2 separate regions of the Drosophila melanogaster genome follow, and region 1 is linked to region 2. A link is a contact called in public Hi-C data. All regions are on one chromosome and are shown on one strand. The core of a region is the stretch at or near the end of the contact, and the rest is flanking DNA. Distances in the headings are between cores, read along the strand shown.

The links. Hi-C and Micro-C count contacts between places; a contact is called where the count stands out from the background.
Region 1: a contact with region 2 is called in a Hi-C map of the Kc167 cell line, with 2.2 times the contacts expected there. A contact is called at or near these places in 23 of 107 Hi-C or Micro-C datasets (the Clone 8 cell line, the D17-c3 cell line, the Kc167 cell line and 11 more).

The regions. Positions count from the first base shown.
Region 1 is chr3R:10,022,066-10,026,710 of dm6, reverse strand. It overlaps CG31407, which reads left to right and starts at 1,561. Exons shown (of 2, transcript NM_001300336.1): 1 at 1,561-1,696; 2 at 3,225-3,866. The coding sequence starts at 3,284. The coding sequence ends at 3,754. The region is part of intron 4 of Mical (Molecule interacting with CasL); the gene reads left to right.
Region 2 is chr3R:9,984,665-9,989,279 of dm6, reverse strand. Art4 (Arginine methyltransferase 4) reads left to right here and starts at 3,220. Exons shown (of 4, transcript NM_001275516.1): 1 at 3,220-3,802; 2 at 3,865-4,615. The coding sequence starts at 3,601. Glut4EF (Glucose transporter 4 enhancer factor) reads right to left here. Exons shown (of 7, transcript NM_001275515.1): 6 at 2,447-2,632; 7 at 1-2,383. The coding sequence ends at 1,492. CG46467 reads right to left here. Exons shown (of 7, transcript NM_001382173.1): 6 at 2,447-2,632; 7 at 404-2,383. It overlaps mir-9371 (mir-9371 stem loop), which reads right to left and starts at 160; the gene lies at 100-160.

The sequences.
Region 1 (4,645 bases), core at 312-2,811, 39 kb before region 2:
TTAGGGAGCAAAAAACGAACCGAAATCGAGGAGTAAACACTCAGAATCAATTAATTCGCTATTTGTATATGTATGTATAAATTTATTTATATGTTTGTGCGAAAAAGTTGAAGGCGCCTCGCAGATTTTCCCCGCATCTCCTTCAATCGCGATGATGGGCAAATGTTTGGCTCGTGGCTGCGAGTTGGCCAACCGCATCGTTTGCTGACCCAATTTTGTTTGGCTAAGAATAGCGAAAAATGTTTAAACGAATGCTGCTGTCTATTCGAATATCTTTCTGCCTCGGATTACACTTGATGCTGCAGCACTGTGCGTTAAACTCTTTGCCAAAGGATAGACAAAATTACTTGTCTCTTGCAGCACACAAAGTTCGTAGCGTTTAATCGAACTAGAGAATTGCGAAAGTGAAATATGGTCACAGGGTGTCCCGATATATTCGATACTTAATTGCAATATCGTGAGTTAAGCTGCTCTGTCAGCGCTTTGACCATATCCCACTAATTAAACGTAATTTATTTAGCCACGTCCGTTAGTGCCAAATAAAATACGGTAACAAATTTATAACAATGCCGCAATTTTAAGTTTTGGCTGCCAACCAAAAAGTTGCCGACAAGATTTATTCAATCAAATCTATTTTCATTGTTTCTACACTTGTCACATCTTGTTGTAATTGTGAAAACCAGCCAAAAGGTATAGAAAAGCGCCACAGGCGCGTCTTTTAATTGTCACACTTGGCCGAATGATTTCTTTATTTAATTTTATATTTTTTTTTTCCCGCCAGCAGTGAGTGCCCCTAATCCCCAAAGTAAAAATTCGATGGCGCTTCCGCATTGTGGTTCGTGTTGCTCAAATGTCTGCTTGGTTTGGTGTTCATAAATCAATTTGCTGCAATTTCAACAATTTTCGCTCGTCTGCGAGGCTGTCGATCAATTGGCATAGGAACCAAAATTAGAAAACAACGAACGCAAATCAATCAAGCGGCTGTCTATTTGCATATTTTTTTATGCCCCAGCTGTATTCATTCGGCAAGAGTTCTGAAGCGCCTAGGTGCTAAGCAGATCGATTTGAAATTAAGACGTTTATCAGTTCAAAATATAAAATGCAGCACCAATCGAAATTTTCCATTCGGTTACTATAGAAAATAATTTCCATAACTTCTGAAAACTCTTCACGTTTCAGTGACATATTTCTATTTACAATTGTCACATAAAGGCGAACGAATAAAATAAGAAAGATATATTCAAATTACGTGACTTTCATGCCCAAGTCGGAAAGCATTCTTCTTCTTGGTTTTGTTATTAGAAAGTGCCCAAGAATGAGCTTTCTTATCGATGAGTGATAATAAACAAAACTTGCATGTAGATACAGTATCTATAAATCTATAATTAGAGCTGCCTTTATGATGTTTTGTGTATATCAAAAGTGTGCGACGAACTTCTCACATTGTGGGGGTGGTTTGAATGTTCCTGGCTTTTGTGTACCTGGCCGGACTCATTGTATCTTTGTCATCTGTTGTTACAGAAATGCCTTAAAAATGATCCCAGGCAGTGGCGTAGCTTCATTACCGATCAAGTGGCTCTGCATCTCGCAACGAATCGTTCCGAATAAAAAATTAAATAAATAAACACAAAAAATTGTGATATAAGCGATAAATATTGTGATAATTCGGACAAACGTGTCAATTGCATTGCATCAGGTGAGCATATGATATGGACAAAAACAAACTGCGGAAGAAATAACAAAAATTTGAACAAAATTAATTATTTTGTTTATGAATGGGACTACGAGATGATGTTGGTGTTTCGAATATTTGTTATAAATTTCCTGGCCATTGGCCAAGTTTGCACAAGGAAACGAAAGAGAAATTTCAACATTTCAAACTGAAATGGTTCATTTTGTTCTCGGGAACCTTGATCTTGTACGGCAGCCATGTGCAACACTTTATAAACTATGAATTCATTCGTTTACGCAAAGTCCACAATTTTGGTTTTATTTCTGAATTTATGAGTAATTAAGCTGTAGATATGGTGGGATATTTTCGGGCCACCCTCGAATAGTATTCGAAGATGAGTCATTCATCTCACCCCCAGTTGGCGAAAAGAAAAACCTGCTGCAGTTCACCCTCGCCGGTTGTTTTGATACCCTACCCATTCCTAAAGTTTCGGCTGATTTTAATTTCCCTCCCTGCCCCAACAAACTTCGCGTTGTGGCGACTTTTGGTAGATAAAGCAGCCAACACAAAAATCGATAAGCGCTCAACTTTTCATTTTCTTTCGACTTTAATTTTCGTATTTCATCTCATACGACCACCCAACAACACCCCCTTTCTTTTGGCGCAATGACATAATGTGGTGTGTGCCCAATGTGACCCACAAGGCTTTTGATTAACCCGGACAAACAATGAGCGAAAAAATACCGATAACTACACGGAACGAAAGATATGCTTAGTTTTTGATGTGATGAAAAATCGCATATGGTACATCAATTGAGAATTTGTACCATCAGATGCCCCATTTTAAAAGTCCCCTTAATTTTTTCCCTCAGTGTAGAGAGTGGTAGCGGATGACAGTCGAGCTGTCGCCAATTGCGTGACCCACCGCCTCTTTCCTGTCCGCAATGTGGGCGTGGTTGGGGGGCATGGAGGCAGCTCTTTTTTATGAGTTTGTTGGCGCCAATCGCATTTGGGTCCCAAACTTTAATAGACGATGAGACAACAAAAAATTGGAACCGCCTTTCGGCATTGGATATGGGATTTCCTGCCTTGTGTGTGGGTTGGTGTAGAATAATTTGTCAAGGATGAAATCTATGCAAAAAGGGAACCTTTTTTTTTTTGCAATACCGTTTCCCAAAACTCGTAAACAAAGAAAGCTTTCTTATTATTCTCTATTAAAGAGCTCAGTACCATACAAATTTATTCTATTTATTCCATTGTTCAATTTGACAACTGATTTAATAAGGGGATGATATGATGATACATCTTTTGAAATAGCATGATGATCCCAAGAAATTTTACCTTTATCCAAACAGTAGATCCTAGTAACCCCCTCGTCTCATCTCCAACCACAAAATTCATTGCCATTGTATTTAGTGTGTTTCAAACTTCCGATCAAACTACATATTCATTGTCTCTATCGACCAAAATATTTCGATTTCCCTTTTCCCTGGCGAGGCAAAACCAAAGCCGTTGAAAAATTCATTGTTAATTTTTTTTTCAATACCAAAAGCAAGAATCTAGGTAGTAGAAAGGGAGGCGCAGCGTCGCCATCCAGTCGCGTAATTCAGAATGATTCCCACTAATCTGGGCAGACAGAATGGGGCTCTGGTGTTGGAAGTGTTGAAGGTGCTGGGTCGCCCGGCGACCAGTTACGAGGTGGCGGAAAGAGTGGCCGACGTCTACAGGCTGCCGCTGCACCGCATCCGTCCCGTGGTCACCGACGTCCTGGAGGCAGGATCACGACATGGATTCTTTAGCAGCCTCAATGGCCATTATTCGGTGGTGCAGCCGGTTGTGGAGCAACTGGGACGGGATATAGACCAGTATGCAGCCGATATACTGGCGGGATATAGTTGCGAGGGTTCTCTGCCCAAGATGTCGACCCTGATGCTCAAGCTACAGCAACTGGACGGGTCTCCGCCCATGATGACGGGGATCAGGTATCCCCGAGTGAGCTCGGGGGAGCAACGCGAACACATGCCCTCCGGCGATGTGTCCTTGGACGCCCGTCTCATGCTGCCCTTTCCTCGAGTACTATGAAAATTCTCCATCTCTCAAATTGTATCAGACAGTGAACTGTTTTGTGGTTTGTGCAACAGAAAAAATCTCGGGTTCAATAAAGTCGAGGCAACGGCTTCGAATTTGGATCAAGATTATTTTTTAGAAAGGATTTTATAAACAATTTATTTTTGTGGGTTTCCAATCTTTTCTCATCCGAATTGTTTAATATCCGATTGAAATCCTTAAAAGCTTGGTTAACCCCGATAAAAGTTATTCCTAATGATGTCGAGGCAACGGCTTCGAATTTGGACCAAATTATTTTTTTGAAAGAATTTTATAAACAAATTATTTTTATGGGTTTCCAATCTTTTCTCATCCTAATTGTTTAATATCCGATTGAAATCCTTAAAAGCTTGGTTAACCCCGATAAACGTTATTCCTAATGATGTCCCTGAAAATGGGTCAGTGACTTGCCCAGTTTGTTCTCAGGTTATCCCAGAGGCTATTGTCCTTTATGCGAGTGAGTGAATGAGGGACATTCACATTCAGAAACGCACTCACAAAGAACAAACAGCTGCGGTCTTGTGGCTTACTTTTTCCCCCCATTTGCCCCGGACGCAAATGGCACTCCACTTCAGGATTCCCACCTTGCAGCTCCCACTTGGCAGTTCCCAGTTCTCGGCTCTCGGTTCTCAAGCTCTCAGTTCCCTACTGTCCATTGTCAGGTTGTTGCCTGTCTAGGCGGATCCAAACAGAAGTTCAAACTCGAGTGGCAGCTTTTACCGGCTCATTTGCCTTTGGCTTTTGTCTGGCTCACTTGTCAGCACTCAAAGGCTATTCCAATTATAGTCCGCAGTCGAATGAAATAGGTGCGCACAAAATGCTCTACTTGAGTTCAAAGGGGTTTAATTGGCTATTGGGATTTTTCAT
Region 2 (4,615 bases), core at 1,971-4,470:
GTTTATGCCTATTTAATGTGTAGATGCAACGCCTTGAATATTTAATATGCATATTTTTAGGTTTTCATTTGAATATTCTGCTTTCAATCGGAGGCAACACAGAAACCACTTCGTGATGAATTCTTACGTACATCAATGTGAATTCCAAGCAAAGTGATTTCTGCAGCACCTCCGATTGTTTCATTTTGATTTGTTTGTTTGTTTGTTTGAGTTGGTTTGCTTCGTTTTCTTACATTTCATATCATTTCGTTTTGTTTTCTTTGTTTAGAGCGAGAAGTAGAACAGAAATTGCACTTAATACTAGAAAAAAATTTACTAGAGTTCTTACAATTAAAAAAAATCAAATGTATATTTGCTTTAAATATTTTTTTTGTTTTTGCTATTTTTTCTTTTGCATTTTTTTGTTATGTTTTATGAAAAAACAGCTGGCATACGTATTTTAACTGTTTGTTGCTTTCGCATTTTGTGTATATAAAAAGTTGCCAACTGCTTTTCAGCTTTTTAACATAAGAATTAACAAAGTCATTTTAGAAATAAATATGTATATGTATATGTATATTTACGCACTGCAATAATAGTAATAATAATAATTATAATAATAATAATTAGATTATTGTAGATTGCAAATGTTGCCCGGGCGCAAATGTCAGCAACATTTGCACGGCAGTTGGCAAACACCTGCACAACAACAAAAGAGATACCGTTACGTGTTTAAGGTGCACAATTCAATGCAGAGTAAATAAGAAGAGACCATTTTTCATTTGCATTTTTGCGTTTTGTGTCCTCGGGGTGGCAACAGCTGCCACCGACAGCCATCCAGGAGTCAGCAAGCTATCGGTGCACTCGGTGGCGGCTCAGGTGGACTTAGCCCTGCATCAGCACAGCCTGCGCCTGCTGCTGATTGGCGGCTGCTCGGCTCCAGGCCAGCAGGCCGTTGGCAGCAGCCACCTGTGCCTCCTCCTGATCCTCGAGCGCCTCCGGATCCACCTGCTCCTGATCCTCCTGCTCCATCTCCTCTAGCTCCTCGTCAGCATCCTCGTCAGCATCCGTGTCCTCCATGTGGCTGGGAGTGGTGTTCGTCGTCGTTGCTGCGCAGGCAATGGGCGCCACAATCACCGAGGTGGCCACACTGCGTATACGCACCGGCCGATTGCTAATTGTGTTGCTGTTGGCGGTGACCGCATACGGATGCGGTTGTTGTTGCTGCTGCTGCACCGGGCCACCGTAGCGCTTGTTGGTTTTGATGGTCAACGACGAGGGTAGCTGCTTGCCGGCAGCCACCTCGGCCGCCAAACGCACCACTGTGGTGGTCATTTTAGAGGACGTTGAGGATGTTGCTGCCGGGCTGGGAGTTGCTGATATTGCTTCTGGGTTGGGTGTTGCTGTTGCTGATGCTGATGATGATAATGCTGCTGATGATGCTGCTGTTGCTGCCTTGGACTGGTGCGCCGACGCCTGGTTTGCCGCCTCCGTCGACGACTTCTGTCGCTTTCAGTCGCCGAAGCGACTGCACGCCTTCTTCCACCGGCACTGGGTGCACCACTGGTCGCGTTTCTCCATGCCGTACACCTTGCGGCACTTTTTGTTCTCGCCACGCGTCCTCTTGCCGGGCGAATGGGGCGTATGCTTGACGGCTACCTGTTGCGCCATGTGCTGTTGCTGCTGCAGCGGATTGCTTCCGTTGCTGTGGTTGTTACTGTTGTTTTGGGCAACCATGTTGCCGGCAGTTGTCTGTGGATGCTGCTGCTGGTGGCCGCGCATCGGTTGGTGGTGGTGCTGCTGCTGCGCCGGATGGAAATTGGGCGTGATCGTCACACTGGACAGGAGATGTTGCTGCTGCTGTTGGTGGCTGTGTTGCTGCTGCTGCTGGTGGTGTTGCTGCTGCTGCAGTTGCTGCTGCTGCTGGCTGTGGTGCGCCGTCACTGTGACGTTCTGCTGCGACAGCTGCTGCAGCATGTTGTTGGCACTGCTATTGCTGTGGATCACTGGACTGCTGCTGCTGCTGCTGTTGCTGCTGCCGCTGCTGCCGGCGTAATTGTGGTGGTGCGTGTGTTGGTGGTGCTGCTGTTGCTGGACGTACGTCGGCGATGGATATGGCGCTACCGAGTGGGTCGGACGGGAGGACGACGAGCGAGCGTGCTTGCCGATCGGCGAGGCTGATGAACTGGCCGCCACCGACCCCGTCCCCGTGGAGGAGTAGCTGCCCACTGTCGCCGTCGCCGCCGGGCATGTGTAGTTGTGGTGGGCTAGGTGCGAAGTGGGGATGCAGCTGGTGTTGTTGTTCTGCAGCTGCTGCTGGTGGGTGCTCGGGATGTTGCTGCCACTGATGGTGCGTCCGTGCGACTGCGCTAGATGGTTATAGTGGCTACCGCCGCGTCCTTGCCTGGAAAATCGAAAAAGGATAATGTCATTAAATGTATCTATATCGTGCACCAAGAGAACCCACTTGAAGTTGCCAACAATCTGCTTCTGGTACTCGGGATCCTCGTGCGGCGGACGCGCCATGTCCCGGTGACTCAGAGTCGGCTCGGAGGCCAGAGTGGGCTTCACCTGCTCGACGTCGTCGTCGGCATCCTCGAGGTAGAAGTCCTCCTCATTTCCGTCATCATCCGCGGAGCGATGGGAGTCCTTTCTGCAATGCCACCGAAAAATAGCGAAATTGATTAGAAGGATGTGTCAGTGATGGCAAGTTTGCTTCAGTTATGTACCTAGGTTCGGTATTACTTCAAATCAGATTGATAGCTTTTAAATTAACGAACTTAAGTTGTCTAACGTTGTTTATTCGATTTAATTCAATTCAAACAAATAGGAAAAATATTTTAAAATGAATGCTAAAAATTGCTGTTAAACTTTGGTCAATATTTATTAAGGTACCTCATTTAGGTACCTACTCTCCATTTCAAGCGACCGCTTTTTTGTACTAGCGTTGCCAACTAGCCGACCACCCACATTAGGTTCGAGGCCCTGCTAGAAGTGTTCCAGAGTTCTGAACCTTGATTCTATCCACTTAAAAAACTATATTATTTCTTTTTACATTTCTTTTCCCCGCACTATTTTTTTTCAATTATATTTCAAAATGAAATTGAGATTGATGCAAGCTTCCTTGCATACAATTCTTTTGTAAATCTCACTAGACTGAAAAATCGCTTAGTCTTAAGGTAGTGCGCGGTAATAATCCTATCGAAAAGCATCGGACTTGGTCCCACCTCTAGCCTCAACTATTTGTTCCAGCTCTAGCACTTTTTGCAAAAAAGAACGCATGTTCCGTGTGAAATCAATACGAAATCAACAAGAGCGATCGATTTTGAGTAATCGTCCGAGTTGAAAAGCAGCGCACTATATAGTTCCCAGCGCCAATTAATCCAGCTGCCCGAGTCACCAGCCATTTTGTGTGTGGTGGAAAATTTTGCAGATAGAAAAAATTGCGCGTCTGTCTGTCTGCATCTGCGTATCTGTGTGTGTGCGTGTGCTAGAGTGTTTGTGTGTGTGCGTGCGTGCGTGTGTATAGCGAGGTCTACATTGTCAATTAACAAGGGAAAAAAGACGCTTGTGGTCCTGCTTTGTTCCTTTGCCTCTTTACCCTCCAAAAAGCCAGCCAACATGTCCAGCCTGCGACCCGAGGAGGCCCGAAAACTGGCCACCGCCGCCTCCGTTTCGCCGCTGAGCAATTGCCAATTTTGCGGCGTGGTAATCAGCTCGATTGCCGACGAGCAGAAGCTAGAGTTTACCAACAAATACAAGGGAAGCTGCACGCTGCTCTGCAGCTACGATTCCCAGGGTGTCGTCCTCCGTGTTGTGTCAGGTAAAAGAGGACATCGAATGTTTCATAAAACCCGTTCCTTATATCGCCAATCTCTCCACCAGACGACGACCGGAGCCACGTGCTCAAGGAGTACATGATAGCCGCCGATACGGATGCCGCCCAAATGGGACGAAGGAGTTATGCCGTTTCCCTGGACGCCGACAATCTAGTGCTGAGGTTTGCCAGCGAGCAGGACCAGCAGCTCTTCCGCAAAGTGGTGGAGAACGTGAAGCACTTGAGACCCAAGTCCGTGTTCTCGCAGCGCACTGAGGAGTCGTCCGCCTCGCAGTACTTCCAGTTCTACGGCTACCTCAGTCAGCAGCAGAACATGATGCAGGACTATGTAAGGACAAGCACGTATCAGCGGGCCATTCTAGGCAATGCTGTGGATTTTCAGGACAAGATCGTCCTGGATGTGGGCGCCGGCTCGGGCATTCTCTCCTTCTTTGCCGTGCAGGCGGGAGCTGCCAAAGTGTACGCCATTGAGGCTTCCAACATGGCCCAGTACGCCCAGCAGCTGGTTGAGTCCAACAATGTGCAGCATAAGATCTCTGTGATACCGGGGAAGATCGAGGAGATCGAGCTGCCCGAGAAAGTGGACGTTATCATATCAGAGCCTATGGGCTATATGCTGTACAACGAGCGCATGTTGGAGACCTATCTGCATGCCAGAAAGTGGCTCAAGCCGCAAGGAAAGATGTACCCCACGCACGGCGACTTGCACATAGCACCCTTTTCGGACGAATCGCTCTACTCGGAACAATATAACAAGGCCAACTTCTGGTACCAGTCGGCGTTCCACGGCGTTGACCT